2 separate regions of the Mus musculus genome follow, and region 1 is linked to region 2. A link is a contact called in public Hi-C data. All regions are on one chromosome and are shown on one strand. The core of a region is the stretch at or near the end of the contact, and the rest is flanking DNA. Distances in the headings are between cores, read along the strand shown.

Evidence for each region. A called contact is a pair of places that touch in the nucleus more often than the background predicts.
Region 1: a contact with region 2 is called in a Hi-C map of the N1E-115 cell line, with 8 times the contacts expected there. The contact joins two enhancer-like sites. A contact is called at or near these places in 2 of 484 Hi-C or Micro-C datasets (the N1E-115 cell line and nephron progenitors) and 1 of 115 datasets of contacts at active chromatin or transcription factors (large pre-B cells).

What each region holds. Positions count from the first base shown.
Region 1 is chr13:52,137,587-52,142,351 of GRCm38.p6, reverse strand. No RefSeq gene overlaps it. Among named protein-coding and RNA genes, the nearest start is that of 4921525O09Rik, 43 kb to the right of the region's middle. Within about 2 kb of position 2,806, at least 28 of the 459 cell types and tissues checked have an H3K27ac peak or open chromatin away from gene starts, as enhancers often do. A contact at or near this core is called in the N1E-115 cell line, where this site is marked.
Region 2 is chr13:51,954,756-51,959,300 of GRCm38.p6, reverse strand. No RefSeq gene overlaps it. Among named protein-coding and RNA genes, the nearest start is that of Gadd45g, 110 kb to the right of the region's middle. Within about 2 kb of position 3,145, at least 13 of the 459 cell types and tissues checked have an H3K27ac peak or open chromatin away from gene starts, as enhancers often do. A contact at or near this core is called in the N1E-115 cell line, where this site is marked.

The DNA of each region.
Region 1 (4,765 bases), core at 1,557-4,056, 180 kb before region 2:
GGCTGGCTTACAGGTTCAGAGGTTCAGTCCAGTATCATCAAGGCAGGAGCATGACAGCATCCGGGCAGCCATGGTGTGGGAGGAGCCAAAAGTTCTACATCTTCATCTGAAGGCTGCTAGTGGAAGTCTGACTTCCAGGCAGCTAGGGTGAAGGTCTTATAGCCCACAACCACAGTGACACACCTACTCCAACAGGGCCACACCCTCTAATAGTGCCATTCTCTGGGCTGAGCATATACAAACCATCACACTGCTTTAAGTAAAGGTGTGCTTATTTAAAATGACAGCCACGTGCTCTGAACTGCTGCCTGGTGGAAATGGTTTCACTAACTCCTTAGGATCTCCAAGACCCTATGGTCCTCAAGTGGATGGAGTTACCATGGACGCAGCTCAGAGCCAGGGAAGGAAGGGCCAGGCACACTGAGCAGCCACTACTTGAGAGGAGGTACTCTTCTCCAATGGTCACAGCAGTGGTTTGATCCACAGAGTGTTGGGGTGATGTTTTAAAGAGGAAAACTCCAGAAGAAAAGCACAGAGATTGATATTTATGCTGAATAAAGTTAACTGAGCCATGAATGACATGTCCCAAATCACTTCAGGATGCTGGCACAGGCAAAGCTTTTCTTAGAGAACTCCAGGGGGCTGGAGAGATGCTCTGTGATGGAGAGCACTTGCTGTTCCCTCAGAGGACCCAGCTTCAGTTCCCAGCACCATGATAGACAGCTCACAACTGCCTGTAATTCCAGCTATGGGAGACCTGGTGCCTTCTTCTGGTCTCTGTAGGTGCCTGCACTCATGTACACATTACATAAACACGCATACACCAAATAACATAAATCTTTAAATAATAAAAGGACTCTAATAGCTCCAGAAATAATCCTAAGAACTGACAAATAAAATTGTATGAAAATAAAAACCTCTACACACAAAAGAATTAATCATCAGAGTGAAGGAGCAGCTACAGAATGGTGGAGGATACGTGTCAACTACACATCAGTAGAGGAGTGTGTATGTCTGTGTGTATGTGTGTTATATGTCTGTCTGTCTCTCTGTATGTTTGTGTGTGTATGTGTGAATATGTGTATGTGTGAGTGTGTGTGTATGTATCTATGTGCCTGTGTGTGTCACTCTGTGTGTGCCTTTGTGTATATGTGAGTGTGAATGTGTATTTCTCTGTCTGTCTGTCTGTCTGTCTGAGTGTATGTGTGTGTCTCCGGGTGTCTCTGTGTCTGTGTATGTATGTATGAGTATGTGTGTTATGTGTCTGTCTGTCTCTCTGTATGTTTGTGTGTGTAAATACGTGGGTATCTGTATGTGTCTGTGTGTGTGTGTATGTGGGAGTATGCTTGTATTTATTTGTCTGTATGTGTGTCTGAGTGTCTGTCTGTGTGTGTGTGTGTTTGTGTGAGTGTGTATGAATGCATATGTGTATGCATCTTTCTGTTTATATATGTGTGTATGTGTGTGTATGAGAGAGATCTAGATTATATACAGAATTTCTTTTAAAAATTGAACACTCTCCACTTTACAGTCATTGCCAATATGAAAAATAAAATTACATTGAGACTGCACGTCACCCACTTAGAGTGGTTGTCACCAAGAACAAATGACACTCGATGCTGGTGAGGCTATTGAGAGAGAGGAACCCTTATCCACAGCTAGGAGAATATAGACTAATGCAATCATGATGGACACTCATGTGGAGGCACCTCAGAAAGTTAACAGTATCCTCTGACATCACCAGGCTGGACCACTCCTGGGAATAGACTCCTCACAGGACTGCATCTCCTGCTACAGGCATGCCTCCACGCTCAGCTTGATTGCTGATCAATTCACAATAGCCAGGAAATGGAGCCAGCCTAGATGCCCGTCAACTGATTACGGATTGATGACTAATAAGCAGAGAGGATGTTCTCACAGTCCTCAAGGTTGATTGTCTCATCCAAAATTGTCCTTGACCTTCCCTGTCACACAGGTGCTCGAAGAAATGATGTCATTTATGTAAATCTACATCTAGACTCGTGCTGGTAAGTCCAGAGTGCGTCTTTTCACTTGTGTGTATCCTTACTGCTTTTGTTCTCTCTCTCTCTCTCTCTGTGTGTGTGTGTGTGTGTGTGTGTATATGTGTGTGCCTGTGCCTGTCTCTCTGACTCTGTCTCTCTGCCTTTCACACACACACACACACACACACACACACACACACACGCACACACACGCACACACACGCACAGCTTTTGTATATTGTGCATATGTGTTTGTGTGTGTGCCTGTGCATGCAGAGGCCAGAAGACCACCTCAGGTGTCAGTCCTCAGTACTCGGCCATCTTGTGTCTTGAGACAGTGTCTCTCACTGGGAACTGAGGACCCCCTTTTGACCTAGGCCATTGTCCAGGGAGCTGCTGGAATCTACACGGCTGTACCTCCCCAGCAGAAATGCACCTACACAGCCTTTAGGTGTGTGCTGGGGATCCAGTCCAGGTCTTCACAGCTGCATGGAAGGCAGCTTGCCTGCTCGACTAGGCTGTCTTCCCAGCCTCCATTCTCATATTTAACACATCTACCTAGCTCTTCACCTTACTCACGGCTCATTTGGTTTTTAAACTTAAAAATAAACGTAGGGCTGAAGAGATCAGCGTTTAAACGTGCTTGTTTCTCTCATCGAAACGGAACTCAAAAACTCAACTCTGTGACTTCAAAGCATGATCAAGCTTTTTTTTTTTTTTAAAAAAGAAGTCATATCTTAACTAGTCTCTTCAGGTGCTCACTACACGCACAAGAGGAACTCTGCGTTCTTAATCTTTCTCAAAACCCTGAGCATCTGTCTCCAGGGTGTGTCGAGCCCGAGGCATCAGAAGATGGAAGATGAGTGAGTTTTGGTTTCGGGGCAGAAAACAGATGCAGACAGATACCTGCTGGGAATGTCCCCAGGGATTAGGGGCGTCCGAGCTTGTATTGTCAGGAAATCCTAGGCAGTGAGGGAGGGTGATTCAGAAGCAGAGAAAGCCACTGGGGGGCGGTGCCTTTGATTTCTGGGAGATATTCTGGAAAGTGTCAGCTGTCTCTGCTTTGGGGAGTGGCAGACTACCTCAAAAGGATCAGCTGCTGCGGTGGATGGGTGTCAGGAGAGAACATGATTGGTTGATGGAAGGGGGTACTCTTCAGAAGTATAGCTGTAAAATGACAGAAAAAAATGAAGTCACTGAGAGAGCCCATGCTGAGCACAAGCTGGTTTCAGTGGGTGATGGTAGAGGATTTGTTTTACAGCTTCAAGTGAAACAGGGAAACTTACCTCTCATTAAGGTATTTTCTTTCTCTCCTCTGAGACAGGGTCTCTTGCTATGTAGCCTTGGATAATCTTGAACCTGTAACCCTGCCTCAGGCCTCCCATTGCTGGGATGACTGGTGTGCACCAGGGTGCTGTAAGCTATTCAAATATCTTCACCTCCCTCACTATAAAGATTGTGGTCTTGGGGCCAGTGCCTTCTCTCGTGTTTACTTCACTCATTAGATTTGTCTTATGAAAATGCCGGGGCAGAATGTCATCTGTGTACTCTTCCTGGGACCTGCCTGAGTACCCATCCAAGTCTGGTTTGATGACTCAGTAAGTTTAATTGGGATTGCTTACAAGAACACGGGGGAGGGGTTACTTCCAGAACCTTGGAGAGCTTACAAGTGGCTATACCACTGAAGAAAAGATTTCTCCTAGTGGTGATTATATTTTCTGATATTCACAGAGAGGAGTGGGGCCTCGTGAACCCCTCTGCGCTGGTAAAACACTGATGGGCCCAGCTCAATTCAAAGGCAGACCATGTCTTGCTCAGAGGACAGTATTCCACAGCATTCTTGTTCACATGGAGTAACTTTTATTGCTCTGGGCACCAGACCAGAAAGGTCTGATCCTTTCAGAGTACTGCCTACTGGAGAAGTGTGGCCCATCAAACAAAACCACTTAATCGTGTTGAGTGATGCTTTGTAGTGAAAGGCTACCTGAGGGCCCAAGCTGAGTGAGATCTTACAGAAGGCCATAATGAGGGAGGACCCGGACTTGACAGTGGTGGGAGTCCTGAGAGGGGGTGAAGAGAACACTGGATGTGTTACCAGGCTCAGGGAGCACAGATGTGCCCCAATAAGCCATATTTGGCCCATCTCCCTTAATAAGCCAATTAAAGGAGCTAAATTAATATAGAAAAGTAGATAGAGGAGATGTATTCAGTGTGGCAACACCAGGAAGAGGGGGAAAGAGATTCAAGTCCCACAAGTCAGTCTTTGATGTCCTGAAACAGGAGAAAGGTAGAAACAGGCAGAAAAAGATGTGGATCAGTGAACAGACCCAGTAGGGTGATCTCCTGCCCACTGTTGTCTGAGTTCTAAGTCTCTCCAGAAAGTCATCCCGTATGGTGGAAACAAGGTCCTCTTCTTGCTGAGCTCAGGACTTCAGCCATTTCTCTTTCCAGCAGGGGGCTCCTGGAGAAATACCAACCTGGGGGTGAGGAGGTGGGGCATCCATCTTTTCAGTAGTCTGATAGCCAAAGAGGGAGCCCAGGTGTCTGGTTATATTTCTGCAGTTTCCATCTCTTCCTCCTTCTGTTTTCATCAACAGTGGATGAAGTAATGGTGCAAATCATGGAAGCTGTAAAAGAACATCTAATACAGAGTCCCCGTGCCGAGCAGATTCTGAGGGTCTGGTGGAGCTGGCCACTGCTTACACCTGCAGGCATAAGGAGCCACAAAAAGGGCTCTGGAGTGAGAGTGCATTCTGCCACTA
Region 2 (4,545 bases), core at 1,896-4,395:
CAAAGGCCAGGCTTTGTCTGATTCTAGGTAGTACTCACTGTGTTTCTGGCACCCGGTCTAGCGTGTTGAGCTTGATAGCTGTTGAGCAAACACTGTTTATTGAACTAAAAACACTGGGGAAGCAAGGGCTCAGAAATCCACAGATTTAATTGAGATTTTAAACTATGAAAGTATGCTTGTTTATAGAAAAAAAATCAGACTGAGGTTCAAAGAATAGAAGGGAACTTTTGTGGGCTGGGGCGTGTAGCTCAGTAGTAGAATATGAGCTTTGCATGTGCACAACCCTGGATCCAATCCCAGCATGCACACACACCAGAAAGAAACCCCTTCTAATCCCCTATTCCCTCTTTCCTGAGCGAGTCTCCTCCCTGCAGTGTGAACCCTTTCAAATCTGTTTCTACTTCAAACATACAAATTACCCAAAATAGCTTGTTGTTGTTGTTGTTGTTGTTGTTGTTGTTGTTGTTGTTGTTGTTGTTTTGGGTATTGGTGGGCTTTGTTGTCATTTGTTTCTAGTTTGGGTTTTGGAATTCTGGGCTTTTGAAGCAGAATCTAGTTATGTAGCCCAGGCTGGCCTGGAACTCACGATCCTCTTGCCTCAACCCCTCGGAAGTGCTGGGATTCCAAGCGTGCACCACCATACCTGGTTTGAGATGCGTACCAAAGTGACTGAGTGTTCGACTCATGCTTCAGCCGGGGAACCACCAGGATAAAAATGAGTCATGGCAGAGACTGAAACATAAGGCCTGTGACAAGAGGAAGGTCCCAGCTTCCTCTGCTTACAGCCCCCCAAAGGGAAGAAGAAGCAAACGATTGAAAACGATGTATAAGTGAGCCCTGGTGTTCTGAAGGATGGGGTCAGGGATGGGAAGTCAAAGGCACGCCATAGACAAGGAGAGAAAGGAAAGCCGGCTCTTCCTCTTGAGGTGGAAAGAGAGCCCCAGGCTGTGTGCCTGTCTTCGTGTCAACCTTGGGAGGATAGCAGAACCCATGCTGACCCCAAACCTCCAGGTTTTGATAGTCAAAGAGTAGCAAAGGCTCTGCTGGCCCAGGCCGGAAGATGAGATTGTAAGGCTGATAAAAGGCATCTGCAGAAGCCATATGGGAAATGTCAGAGCAGGAGACCAGGCAAGCGGGCTACGGAAATGGCTCAGTGGGTAAAGCAAGCTTAAGGACCTGAATTCAGATCCCCAGGACCTATGTGAAGCTAGACACAGCAGTACACATCTGTAATCCACAGGCTCATGTGATAAAATGGAGGGGAGCAAGATAACCCAGAAGCCCACAGGCCAGCTGGCTTGGTATACACAAAGACAAATAGGTGGTGCCTCAGAGAAGCTAGAAAGTAAAGACCAAAGCTTACAGGGTGTCTTCTCTCTCTCTCTCTCTCTCCCTCTCTCTCTCTCTCTCTCTCTCTCACACACACACACACACACACACACACACACAGGGGTGGCATGCACTCCCTGGTGCTCACACATAGGAACACACACAAATACATCATACACACACACACACACACACACACACACACACGATACACATGCAGCTTTTAGATTTACAAAAATAAGCCAGTCAGGGTTAATATCAGCCAGCATCCACACCAAGCCTGACCAGGACAGACTCAAACAACCAGAAGCCAGATCCCATCCCCAAAAGGCAATGCCCTGGGCAGAGCTCCTATTAGAGTTTCCTGATCCCTGTGGGGGAGTTTAGACGTGAAGAGTGGGCAACTTCCTGTCTTAAGAGGGACAAAGGACCACCTGTCCATCTTACACTGTGTCACACACACACACACACACACATACACACACACACACACACACACACACACACACACACACACGTCGTATGACTTTAAGCAAGGACCTAGATTATTCGGGGATGCACAGAAATCCCCGTTTATCTCCTCATCTTCACAGATACTCATATCTATCTATCTATTTTCCCCTCGGCTCTTTTCCCAGCGCAGACTGGGTTTCTGGAAAATCTCTTGACTGACAGATGCTTTCCCAACACCAGCACCGTGACTGGGAAACTGCTAGTTAACGCTAGCTAGCAGACTTTCATTTGAGTGGGAGCCCTGTGCAGAGATGTATGTGAAGGTGGCCTGCTTTGGTGACTTTAAATACTGAATGAGGGACAGTGCTAGCCTAACAGTTTTGAACTCTCTACCCCAGATGACAGTACATCCCCCACACATACATACTCCAGTTTTGTTTTGTTTTGTTTTTTAACCTTTATCTGTGTAACAGGGGAGGGTCACATATGTTTGTAAGTGTGGGCACCCATGTGGCCATCAGAGGACACCTCAACTATCACCCCTTGCCTTCCACCTTGTTTGAGACAAGGTCTCCTGTTTGCTGCTGTCTGCCTGCACCAGACCATCTGGCCTGCAAACTTCTGAAGATTCCCCGGTCTCCACCTCCCATCTTTCGGTAAAAGTGATGGGTTGGGGCTGAAGGCATGGCTCACTGGTTAACGGCCCTGGGGGCTCTTCTAGAAGAGCAGGGCTCAGTTTCTAGCACCCACCTAAGAGCTAATAACCATCCAGAACTCTGGTTCCAGGGGATCTGACGCCCTCTGGTCTCCCAAGAACACCAGGCCCACAGACATACACATAGACAAAACACACATAAAATAATACATATCTTTAGTTTTGTAAGAGTCCTGGGTTCACTGCATCTGGATTTGGGTGCATTCAGGGATTTGAGCTCAGGCGTGCCATATTGTAAGACAAGCCCACTGACTACCGAGCCATTAATCCAGCCTTTCTTTCTTTCTTTCTTTTTTTTAAAGACTCATCCAGTCTTTCAGTAAATGTGTTTAGCGTCCTAAATGTAGGTGAATTTGTTTACAAAAAGTGCTTGGAGAAAGAAAAGCAAATGGCTTAGGTCACAAAAACCCAGTGTTTCTTCACCATCCTGAAGACAAGATTCCAGGGTCAAGGTGTGGGCAAGGTAGATTCCTTTTGAGGCTGGAAGGAAGAGCCTACAAGCCTCTTGGGGTTTGCCCTAATTTTATTATCCTTAGCTTGGAGACGCCTTGTCCAATCCCTGCTTCTGTCTCCACACGGCATTCTCCCTGTCTGATGACTGTCCCCAAATTCCTCCTTTTTATGAGGTGACCAGCCATGCTAGCTTAGGGCCCCACCCATTCCAGTGGGGCCTCATCCTAACGACTCATCTGGAGGTGCTGGCAGGCACATCTGTACTGGGAGCACAAGAGCCACAATGTCCTTCAACATGACTGTAGGACATTCCTCGTTTTCAGTGATGCAGTGACTAGCACTGGTCTAACTTGCAGTTCCTCTCTGCAGGCAGTTAGCCTTCATTTTGTTTCCTGTTTTTTGTTTTTGGGTTTTTTTGCCGGGGGGTGGGGGGTTGTTTGTTTGTTTGTTTTGAGACAGGGTTTCTCTGTGCAGCCCTGGCTGTCCTGGAACTCACTTTGTAGACCAGGCTGGCCTCGAACTCAGAAATCCGCCTGCCTCTGCCTCCCAAATGCTGGGATCAAAGGCGTGCGCCACCACCACCTAGCTCCTGTTCTGTTTTTAAACAGAGTCTCCTGTAACCTAGGCTGGCCCGGAGTTCACTACCTGGTCAACGATGACCTTGAACAGCTGATCCTCCCGGTCCTTTTCCCCAGTGACAACTGTCCTGCCCTCTCTCCAGCCTGCATCTGCCTTTGTAGCGTTATGTGCAAAACTCTTTTCTTTCAGTCTTCTAAGAAACAACCGAAGACTGCGGAGATCGGCTCCTGCCCTGAGGCTGTGTCCCCTGTGGGCTATGAGTCTACTTCACCTCATTCTCGAAGTCTGGGTTTTGCTTTTGTTTTCCTCTGAGGGGGGAAAAATCAATTCTGTCTGTATTTCCGAATGTATGGGTAGGAAATTGATGGATCTCCTCACTGAAAGCCTGCCATCTCTAACACCTGGCCTCTCCCTCCCTCCCTCTGCCAAGTTCTCAGTAGGTGTGAGGGGCACCTTACGTGGGAAGGGAACTCTTAGGCCTAGACTTCATAGTCCCCGGCTGAGGGGTGTTGTGGATAGCCCTGGGGCTAATTATATTTGATGTTAATTCCATTCTCCTGTGAGGAGCTGATAACAAGGAGTGAGTCAGCACTCAGGTGATTTCCTATAAACCTTCTTCCCACCTTAATGTATAAAATAAAGGCTAGAGCCGGTGATTGGGCAGAGAAAGAGGGGAAGGTGGAGCTGAAGGTTTTGGGAGAAAAGGAGAGAGAGGGAGAGGATGACGATGGGGGTGGGGAAGAGAAAAGCGGGGCAGAAGCACCTGGCCTGGAGAAACCACAAGTTCTAAGGGGTCTCTTATACGGGAAAGATGGTCGTGTAGCGGTAGATCTGCCCAATCTAGGTGCACAGCTTGTATTCATATTAATTGAGTCGTGTTTTCACTGCCTGGGCTTACCAACAGATGGGTTCATCCTCTAGTTTGCCTCCCTCCTTCTCTTTGCCTTTGGTTGCTTTTTGCCTTCTCTCTGGGTTGAGGGGTGAAGCACTTGGCTTATATCTTCTCAGTCCTAGGT